2 separate regions of the Gossypium hirsutum genome follow, and region 2 is linked to region 1. A link is a contact called in public Hi-C data. All regions are on one chromosome and are shown on one strand. The core of a region is the stretch at or near the end of the contact, and the rest is flanking DNA. Distances in the headings are between cores, read along the strand shown.

Evidence for each region. A called contact is a pair of places that touch in the nucleus more often than the background predicts.
Region 2: a contact with region 1 is called in a Hi-C map of leaf, with 2.8 times the contacts expected there. The contact joins two enhancer-like sites. A contact is called at or near these places in 6 of 34 Hi-C or Micro-C datasets (hypocotyl and leaf).

What each region holds. Positions count from the first base shown.
Region 1 is chrD08:63,627,240-63,632,933 of Gossypium_hirsutum_v2.1, reverse strand. It overlaps the pseudogene LOC107963296. Among protein-coding and RNA genes, the nearest start is that of LOC107948255, 5.3 kb to the left of the region's middle. Within about 2 kb of position 2,838, at least 4 of the 9 cell types and tissues checked have an H3K27ac peak or open chromatin away from gene starts, as enhancers often do. A contact at or near this core is called in leaf, where this site is marked.
Region 2 is chrD08:63,725,639-63,731,420 of Gossypium_hirsutum_v2.1, reverse strand. No RefSeq gene overlaps it. Among protein-coding and RNA genes, the nearest start is that of LOC107948259, 15 kb to the left of the region's middle. Within about 2 kb of position 2,595, at least 6 of the 9 cell types and tissues checked have an H3K27ac peak or open chromatin away from gene starts, as enhancers often do. A contact at or near this core is called in leaf, where this site is marked.

The sequences.
Region 1 (5,694 bases), core at 1,589-4,088:
GATCCTTTTTTATGAAAATAAAACATATTTCATAATCAACAATTTATTTTTTCGGAAAACATCTGCAATTTGATAACACTACAAATGAAATTACAGATCCTATGCTGTAATATCATGAAGAAAAAAAACAGTTTGAATCATAGGGGGTTTTGGACCTACCAAATTATTCTACAAAATTAGCCAACTGAACCTGCCTTAGACGCCTTAACTTTTGCTGTGTCCTTATTAGGTGTCCATTGCTTAAACCCATTTCATGGCTATCCAAGACATGAAATAATTATCATCAACAATGTAAAAGTAAATCCAAAATGCCAAACAGGAAAAAGAGGGGTGTGTGTTTTTGTCTTGTTATTAAAGATATGATGTGCAAAATGCAGCATTTTCCTGGAATTTGCAGAGGCTTTATCCCAGACCCTGTGCTGAAGTTACACTTTGTACTCAGGCCAAAAAGGACACCCACCCAGCCACCATGGCAGTGTGCTAGAAGCCAATGTTTCATGTCGGATGCTGCCAGCTTTGATGCAATTGTGTTATATTCTTATATAATTGAAGAGCAAGTTGTTCATTTTTTTTTCTTTCTAATATTTAATCCTATTGATTTATTTTTAAAATTTTCTTGTTATGCTTGGGATTGGTTTGATGATGATCAACCATATTCCAGATTTATATTCTTTTCTTCTTCTTTTTCCTCATGATTTGTAACTTAATCATTTAGAAGTAATTAAATTGAGTTTCATTCCATGAGTCACTTTTAAAAATTAAAATCATGTAATTCTCTGTATTTAAGAAAGAAAAAAAGGGTCAATTATTAGTTCAAAATCTAGCTTTTTTGTCATTGGACTATAAAAAATACTATTCTTTTGCCTATACATTAAAATCCTTTCCACTCCCTTTTCAATGAAACTCGTCTTCTGTCTTATGTAGACTTAGCCTTATTCCTCATGTGCATGTAGCTGATGAATCCATCATGATGATATGCTTCAATGTGGCATTCATGCACATAGCAGCAAAGGCATGCTTCCCCCCATTTCCCTTTGACGTCTCCCTTTTAATTTGTGAAATCAAGGGGAAAACAGGGTAGTAATAAAAAGCACATACAAGCCCCAAATTTTCTGCCTGTTAATTCAATAGTAAGGAGGGGAAAAAAAGAGTTTAAAGGTTTACAAAATGAAGGAATATTCAGACAAACCTACCAAGAAACCCCAACCTCAAATTAAACAAAGTACAATTTAGTCGACTGGAAAAAAAACTGAGGTTCGTGTATGAACAACACTTGTCTACTTCCATCTTTCTGATTAAGATTCTTTGAGATTGTAAAAAGAAAAAGGAAATAATGATTTCATTTCGTGGATGAATGGATGGGTTCTTAATTAATTTCCTTGTAATTTGAAGAGGAAAAAAAAGGACTTTTAATAAGGAGTATAAGATTCCAAATCCATGTGATCAAAAGGGTTTTTTTTTTTTGATATGATGATTGCTTGAGCTCAATCCCATGTGATTAGAAGTAGACTACACATACATGTATGTATTGATGTGTGTGTACAAGCATTAAAGAAAAGAAAAAGGGTTTCATTTTTCATGCATGACAAGTACTTAAGATTATGGGATGGTAAAGAAATTAACACCTCGTTTAATAAATATGAATTATAATAGTTAGATATAAAATAAAAATGAATTTTAAAATCTGACATGAAGTAAACATAAAAAAAGAATTCTAAAAAATATATATATTTAAAATTATTAAAAAAATTATTTTTTCGAAAACAAGTAACGTGAATGACTAAAAATAACTAATTGAAATGAGTTTATTATTAACTTATATACTAAAATATAATGAAAAAACATCACTCATACCAAATGTAGCGTAATAATACTATTTTCAATTATTTTTTGTTCTAATAATAATATTATTATTTTGCATGGATTTTATGCTTTACTCCCAAGGCAGAATATGCATAAAGTGTTAAATGAGCCGGATGAAAACTTATTTAGTATTATTACATGAGAACCCTTTGGTCATGATGATTTAAGGGTGATTTGTTTCGACGTTGATTGAGATTTAGAAGAACATTTCTAGTAATACCCAAAACTTAATTTTTGAGGGTAGATGCAAGGGTCTTGACCCCAAAAACATAGTCTTTATGAAATTATAAATTGAAATAATGATAAATTATATTTGGTAATATATAATTTCTAAGATTAGAAATAATCATAATAGAATTAAATCACCAAAAAATGTATAATACAAAGATGCTCTATAAATCCTTTATTTGTTTTTTAAATAAATTCTTTTTTTTTTCATATATAAGTTAACAATAATTGGAATTGTCATATAATTAAATGATGAATGATTGTGGAAAGATTGATTTGATGTTCATATGAACAAAGGATTTGATGTTTTGAAAAGTAATAAAATGGAAATAGACTTTTCTTTTGGGGTGATTTTCTTTTTACCTTTAGCTCCTTTTCTACGCTTCGAAGAAATTTAGTCTTAACATTATTTTTGGTGGTTCAAAGTTTGAAAAGATAGGATATGAAAACAATTATTTTTTAATCACAAACGTGCATGGAAAGCATATTTCTAATTAGCTTTTAAGCTTAGGGGTTTAATGATTATGTTTACCATATCTAAAATCAAGTTAGATTCTTAATTGATTCTATATGCTGATATTTTCTTAATTTTTTCATCATCATATTATATATCAAGTGAATATTTTTCTGGGACCCTTGGATAATTGAATGTGAGAATTGCAAGCATGAATGTGTGGACTTAGCTAAGTCAAAAGCAAAGTGTATGAACGATAAGTCAATAAGTAAAGTGGAAGCAAGACGTGTTAAAGGGGTTAGGTCACATTATTTAATGTTAGGGTGGCCTCACCTGGTCTGGTAGAATTTTCACAGCCTTAACGTCAAAGGAACATCATTGGAAACATGAAGGTGGAAGCCTGGAAGGTTCGAATTAACCCTACAGCTACTGGAGCTGGTCAACTACAACATGGTAAGTCTCTATGAAATGGTTGTAGGGTTAATATATAGGAAGAATTTGGTTTACATTTGGAATTTAATTGCTACTTAAAGTTAGAAACTATAAATTAAAGTGATATTTTTAAGTTTCTCAGTCACACTCTTTGTTTATATCAAGCTCACCAATAATTTTGCACCATGTGTCTAATTTCAAATTTAATATTTAAAGAATTTTGAATCACCCTGCTTGCAGCCTCTTAAAGTACTTGGCTAGTTCTTTCAGCACACACCTTTCATGGGTATTGCTCGTTAAGTTAATAGGAGAATTATTGCTAGCCTAAAGGCACTTAACTAATTCTTTGAGCACACTCTCTTCATGAGTATTGCTCACTAAGCATAGGTTTGGATGTATGGTGGGATACAATGCAGTGCATTTAACTTGTTTTTTATCTCATATTACAGTATCATCATAATATTCAATCTCACCGCCACCACTATTTTTTACTAATCAGAGGTAAACGTACCTCTTATCTAAACCACCCTAAATTAATAGCAAACCCCCAAACCTTTTAAGGCATTAGCTAGATCTTTGAGCACACACCCTTCATGGGTATTGCTCAATAAATTTTTCTGAGGCTTACAGATTGTGAGAATAAATAAACATATTGAGTAATTCATTTTATTTGTTTGTTTAACATTAGACATGTAAAAAGTGATTTTTAAGATAAATTTGGTAAATTCAAAATTTAATCATAACATAGGCTAAATGCTAATACTAAAGTGGAACAATTTTTTATCATAAACTATTTCAGAATTGCTTGTTTTTAATAATTAGGGAAGGAGAATAATATTGTCCGGAATCAAACTCAAACTCTTATACCTACAACATAATGCATTTGTCACTAGTCCAAGACATCGCTAGCTTTTGTTAATTAGTTTTAATCTTATTATTTGCTACTAACTATTGAAGGAAGATTCGGAATATTTGCTTCCACCCTATTAGCTGGAAAGTCAAAAGATTTTCTGCAAAAAATGACGAATATTTTTGGATAAATATCAAATTTATACCTGAATTTTGATTTATAAATATTGATTTGGTGCAGTTATGCACATGAAAATTGAATTGGGGTTCATATGTACACATGAAACTTCGATTTATTTTCATATTGGATTAATTTCATTGTTTGTGTATACAATATATCAATGCAAAATTGTATGCAATATATTGTATGTCTATTGGAACAAGAATTTCCAGAATCAACAACAAAGCTAGGAATACTATGAAGGGCCGAGATTGAAATTTATCCACTATACCACGTTTTTTTTTTGGAAGGTTTAACTCAAAACCGATTTGAATTAGGTTACATGATCAATTTCATTACTCAAAATAAAATATAAAAAATATTTATATTTTTCATTATTAGTTTGATTACATGCTAGTTGACATCCTTAGTTTTATATGTTACCATGGGTTAAGATGCTAGGCTTAATATTAGTAGTTCACTAATCCGTGGACATTCATTTCTTTGATTTGCCATTCTTATCCTACAAGGGCTGGAGTTGACATCACATCCTTGCTTGAATTGGTTAAATTTGACTGTAATTTTAAAGCAGTTACCATTCACATGTATAAAGATGATATCCATCCTTGATTGTAGATGAGCTTATAACAGGCAAGCTTGGTATTGGCAAGGCAGAAGATGCATCTAAAAAGAAGTGGCTTGACCCAAGATCATGGATCCCTCCTCGATTGTAGATGAGGATCTATTGGAGGAGGTATGGGCCATGGCAATTGTCGCAAGGTCACACCTTAACCCGAAGCCTTCTAAACGACCCTCAATGAAGCATATTCTTAAACCATTGGAAAACCCTTTGGAAGTAGTAAGAGAGGAGAGTTTCAGTTCTTCAAGGCTAAGAACAATATCGTCTTAGGCGGTCTTGGAGTTCTTCCTTCTTTGGTAGTAGGCGACAGAGCTAACCACAGAGTGGCATCATCCCAGGCCACCAAAACAGAGAGGGTTTTAGTCATTTTAGGTAGGCAGGTAGAGGAGATTCGAGGGAATTAAACACTCATCTTCACATAAACGGTTGTCAAATGAAAATTTTCCCTGAAACGATGGAAATGCAAGACATCAAGATGTTGACGAGAATTCCAAACCTAGTGATTCAAACATTTGGCATCCCAATAAATTCTCAACATAAGCCGCTTGCATTTCAGTAACTCCGGTCCATTAAAAGCCCTAGAAAGGTTAAAGGAAAACTGCTTCATTTTAGCTGCATCAAGAGCCAATCAACTAGAAAGACTACTTACTAGTCGAAGCTGAGAGAGAATAAAAATGATACCGAAAAAGAAACACATTCCACTATTTTTTACTAGAAAGTTATCTTAGACGTCTTGTCAAAGCATGCACCATGTTATGCAACAAAGGAAAATCAAAAGAGATGAGTAACAAAAAAGAAATCAAAACAAGAACAACCATGTGGTAAGCAGAGCATGAGGTTGCAAATCTCATGGTTGTTTTAATTTGTATCTCCCAAGATCCTCTCTGATACAATTGATAGTTGAATATCCAAGAACATAATTCAAAAGGCAAACTACGAAATGCAGACTTGACTGCCTAAACAAACAACAATGGTGCAAACCTTATGTGACTGTCTTCAGCTCTCCTGAAGCAGCAGTAGCATAAAGAGGATAAAGGACATTTCCTTCCTTAGGTTCAGCATGTACCC
Region 2 (5,782 bases), core at 1,346-3,845, 99 kb before region 1:
CGGTCACTAACACACAAATTTGATTATGTGGTTGTTGTCATCGAAGAATAAAAAGATTTGTCACAAATATCTGTCAACGAACATGTGGGTTCCCTCCAAGCTCATGACCATAAAATCAAGCAAAATGATGATACTGGAAATTTGAAGCAATTCTTGCAAAGCAAGCTGTCCTTCAATGAAAGTGGAGCTAGCAATAATTTTGGACAAGGTACAAGCAATCGTGGAGGATATAGAGGCAAAAATAGAGGTGGACGGGGAACATGTGAACGGTGCAATCAATTATATGGAAAAGGCCAAACAAGTGAAGAGTATCAGATGTCAAGTCATGAACGAGGAGTTCGAGGTCGAGGTCGAGGTCGAGGTAGAGGTAGACTTCAACAAAGATATAAATCTTAGATACAATGTTATAGTTGCAATAAATGTGGTCATTTTAGTTATGAGTGTATATAAACTCTCAGGGTGGAGGAGAGAAATCATGTAGCAACAACTAAAGAAGAAGAAAAAAAACGTGGAATCTAGTGCATTCCTCACTTTTAACAAAAGTGAAAAATCAAATAAAAATATTAGGTATCTTGATAATTGTGTTAGCAATCACATGTGTGGACGAAAAAATTTATTTTCAGAGTTGGACGAAAATATTCACAGACAAGTAACGTTCTTATTAAACTATTATTTAATATTAAAGTAATAAAAAAATATTGTTTTCAAGAGGATCAAATTCTAAGTTGCTAAATATCAATTATTCAATTTTTATCTTATTCATATCAATAAAATAAATTCTAATTACTATTGAAATTAAATTAAGCTAATTAAGGAGTTTTTTATATTAAACTAAAATAATTGAATTTTTTAAAATTTCTCAATCAATTTTAAATACTTGAACTCTAACTTCATCTAATTTAGTTAATTAATTATCTCTCATTCAGTTGTTGAATCTATATAATTACTAATCCATGATTTAATCGCATTAACTAGACCCTTCCAATATCTATAGGCAAGTTAGGTGAAATCGTTAAGAACAAGCCTATGGGTTGATTAGGCATCAGGTATCTTCCTATTTTAGATGCAAATTAACTCGTTCCTTAGCACTACTAAAGTTAATCAAAATTTATTCAATCTAAATTTAAACGTTAATTTTCTTCCTAGACAAACAAGATTATCAAATTAATACAAATTTGTGGGCAGACAAATAGATTAAATAAGCACATGTGTGAATAAATAAGTAACAATAATTGGAACAATTGAAATAAAAGTAAATTAACTAAAAAATAGGGTTTGTCATTGTTAAAAAAAAAGAATTTAGTTCATATTAAGTTGAGAAAACAACACAAAAAAAATATTCAAAATAAACTTGCATCAATAAAAAGTAAAAACAAATAATCTAAAGAGAAAATAGTTAAGGAATTAATACCAAGCTCTTCGGATATCTTTTTCTTCTTATCTTTGCAAATTTGAAGTTTTTCTTGGTACGAGAGAGTTGTTCTTTAGCCTCCAAGTAATTCCTTGCACATTTTTTTCTTTTTTTTCTTAAATCTCATCACCATTGTTTTTAAGGTTTTTAATCATTACTCCACTACAAGTCCGCAACCGAATTAAATCCGGTGGAACAGAAGACTTCACTTTACCACTTTTTACTCTATACTCTAAGTCTTCCATTCTTCATCCGGAATCCATATAGAAAGGAAAATAACAAGTAAACCCAAATTAACTCTAAAAACATGAAAAACAAACAAAATTTAAATAAAATATAATTAATTTAAAAAATTATAAAATACAATAAAAACTAATTTAAATGCTAAAATTAGCTCTTAAAATATTATAAAAACTATATTAAAAATAACTCCGAGAATTATCATTCATCGTTGTTACTGAGTTAGGGGGCAGCATCTACCCACACTGTTATGTCGTTTGCCTTCACATTGGCTCTTAGTCCTCCATAGCAATGTATGAGCTCAATTGTTCTTATTTGGAAAGGAACATCCAGTTTTATTGATCCATTATTTTCTTCACGGTGTTATACATGGTGTTTCATCTATTGGATGAGTATATCAAAACACTGTCAAAGCATCAGTGAGTCAATGATGGCTGATCCTGCAAAACAACGTCACTTCAAGCTTTGATTGCAGTCCACACGGTCCTGGAAAACTTGTATAATCATTCTGCCTTAAAAGAGCTTACTGCCGATTCATAGTTCAGGGGTTGGCCCCCATTTTGCCTCTTAATGTTTGATTCGTCTTGTTTTTTCTATGCATCGATCTTGGGCTTTGTTTTGGTTTGGTTTGCTTTGTCTTGCCCGATGGATTGATTGTCGGCCTGGTCTTGTGAATCTTTGTATGTTTATGCTTCTTTCTTCTTGTGACTCGAGTGTGTAGCGAAATGATAATTTAATGTTGCAAAGAAGAAAAAACTGGCATGAGCATCTATGCAAAATCATCCTCTCACTCAATTTAAAATTTGTAAGAAAAAAAGTAGTAGATGATCTACAGAGATTAGTGTTTGAGAAAGCCGAAGAACCTGGATAGAAAAGTAACTTTGTAGTGGACTGATTATGGTGTCTGATCTGATTTTCCCACATTGTAATGAGCTAAAGGCCTGCCTGCGATACTCGTAAGCTAGCTGGGGACCGAAGCTTTCTGCTAAGGGTTGGGCTTTATATCAAGTTCACCCTTCCTTTCCAACCAAACCTAATTATCTTTACTGATAAGTAATAAATTATGCTACATCTTGATTTTATTTGAGAAAACAGAATATTGTGTTTTAAGAAATCGAATATACCTCATGCCTCACACACTACAATCTACCCCTTAGTAAATTTCTTTTGTCTAAATAACTCTGTAATATTTTACCCTTAATTAAGTGGAATATTTTAAAAGGCTTATGATGAAAACTCATCACTCTAATTTAATTGGGAAAGTACCGTATAATTGAAGTACTTAATTCATGATTTAGTTCTTAAAATATATTTATTTTCTCACTTTAGTACTTCAATTTTTTTTTGTCTCACTTTAATATCTAAATTTTTTTTTGTCATGAGCAATACCTAAATTACTTTTTAATTGGAAACAAGTTGGCACTTAAATTGGAAGCAAGTTGGCACTTAAATTGGAAGCAAGTTGGCACTTAAACCTTTTTTTTAATTGATACCTAAATTTTTTTATACTTTCATTATGAAAGAAGATATTGATTCTAAATGGTGAATTCAAGTGGTACTTAAACCTTTTTTTTAGGAGACCCTAGTTCAGCACTTCTATGGTCACTTTCTCGGTTTCATGAGCTTCCATGGGTTTGCATCAGTGACTTCAACAACCTTAAGTCTCTAAAAGATAAATACGGTAGTGTCACCTACCCGGTTTCTTTGATGGAAGGTTTTCGATAACGTGTAGCTGGTTGCCATCTTATGGAGTTGCCTTTTATTGGATTTAGCTATAGTTGGGAACAAGAGAGGGGGTCCAATGCGTTTGCCATGGAGAAGCTTGATTGTGCTTTTATCAATCAACAGTGGGTAGATGTTTTTCCTTATGATAAACTCGATAACTTGGTGAGTGATACCTCCGACCATAACCCGTTAAAGTTGGTGTCTGCTTCATATTTCCCCTCACAAAAACCCAGACGTTTCAAGTTCAAAAATCATTGGCTCGCCGAAGATGGCTTCTTTGATGTCGTGCAAGAGGGGTGGCATGCTTGCCCGTCGCATGACACTCTCGACAAACTAAAATCATGTAGTTCTTGACTTGTGATCTGGTAGTTTTCTTTGGGTGGTAATTTTGCATCTCGACTGAAAGAGGCTAAGCGAAAAATTGAGGAGGCTCAATTTTGTGGGGTTAATGATACTTTAATGATAGTTTTAAGAAACACGATCAATAATCTTGTTGCGGAAAAGGCAGTGTATTGGCGATAGAGATCTAAAGTTTTTTGGATGAGTTACGGAGAGGCAAAATCAAAGTATTTCCATGGTCAAGCATTAAAACGAAGAACGAATCACATCCCAATATTTGCTTGATACACAGGGGGCGGCCTTGTTTAGATAAGGTCGGTATGGGTAACATTGTTGTTGATTATTTTAATAATATTTTTCCTCAATAAACTGTGAAGAATTCCGATGCCTTGGATGGTACGCAAGCTATGGTTCGAGATCAGGATAATGCTTTTCTAACTACTCCTTTTCATCTTGTTGAATTTCGTAAGGCCATTTTTGAGATTCACCTAGATAGCGTCAAGTCTGCTTACATAACTGCACTAAGTATGTACACCGATCTGCATGACTTTGCTATTGAAGGACCTTGGACGAAACTGTGGAATTCAAGCCTACCTCCCAAGGTTGAAGACTTTGTTTGGAGATTCGTAAGAAGTTTTGTTCCATGCTGCCATCGGCTAGCTGATAAGGGTTGTAATGTAAACCTAAACTGTTCCCCATGTAGTGGTATTGAAGATTTGGATCATGTTACACTCAGCTGTCCAAAGGCGAAGGAAGTGTGGTTTAGCTGCTGGGCTAGTCGTCTCAAATCAATCTCTTTATAATTGGTTGCTTGCCTTATTATCATTTGCTAATGATGTTCTTTTTATACAAGCAGCAGTCATATTTTGAAGCCTCTGGTATTTTCATATTTTTTTGTTAGAAAGCTACTGATGCTCCCCCGTCACATATTATTTCTTTTTCAAATCAGTTCTTACAGGATTGGCAAGTTTCACAGATGGCTTTTGGTCGCGTACAGTCTCAGTCCTAATCACACCGCTGCTTCCTAGTCTAAACTAATCTCAGGATGGGTGAAATGTAATGTTGATACTGCAACGTTTGAGGCTAATCAGGCCACCAATTTTTGCTACTATATTACGTGATGATCGTGGCAATTTTATACGTGCTTTATCAGGTCATTTACTCGCTATATTGGAACCACATATTGTTGATTCGAGAGACACTCTCTTAGTTTATGGACGATGGCATCAATAATGTTATGGTAGAGACATCATTAATGCTCTTGCTTCTTCTCTTCTTAATCTTTCAAAGGTTGGAGTTTTAGTTGCTTATTATAATATATTAAAATCCCACTTTTGGCATATACCCTTTCATTGGATAAATAGGAGTGCTATTAAGACTTCGCATTAATAGCTCGGGTAGCAATATTTTATGTAAATTTACTCACTTTTGACATTTCTCTGTCATGTATTTTGCATCTTCTTCATTTACATAATAATAAATATCACCGGAAATACTAAAATTAATAAAATTTTAATATATTTAATGAAGGTAATTTAAAAAATTAACACTACATTCTTAAGTGAATCAAACATGTTAAAATAATTTTTTTTTAAATTTTAATTAGTTCTATATTATATTTGAATTGTAGGCCCGTTTGTATGTAAAAAGTTTTACGAAAATATTTTTTGTATTTTCTTGTGTTTGTTTCACAAAAAACAGCTTAGTCAACGGAAAATGACTTATAGATCAATATAAAATAAGCATTCTTTCTTGTAAAATGACTTACCCTCTTAAAAAGCGTAACTTAAGAAAAGAGCTCCTTCATAAATAATTTTATTTTTATATAAAAATTAACTTAAATCAAGTTTACTTTTATTATATTGATAATAAATTTTATTTTTATTTTTAAAAATATTTAAAATATTAATATAAAATATTATATTTTTCTATATTATTAAACATACATATTTAATTATTTATATTTAGTCATATAATATTTTATTAATATAATTAATATGATTTATTATTTTAAAAATTATTTAATATTCCAATTCTATTTTAATAATAAATTTTAAAAATAATAAT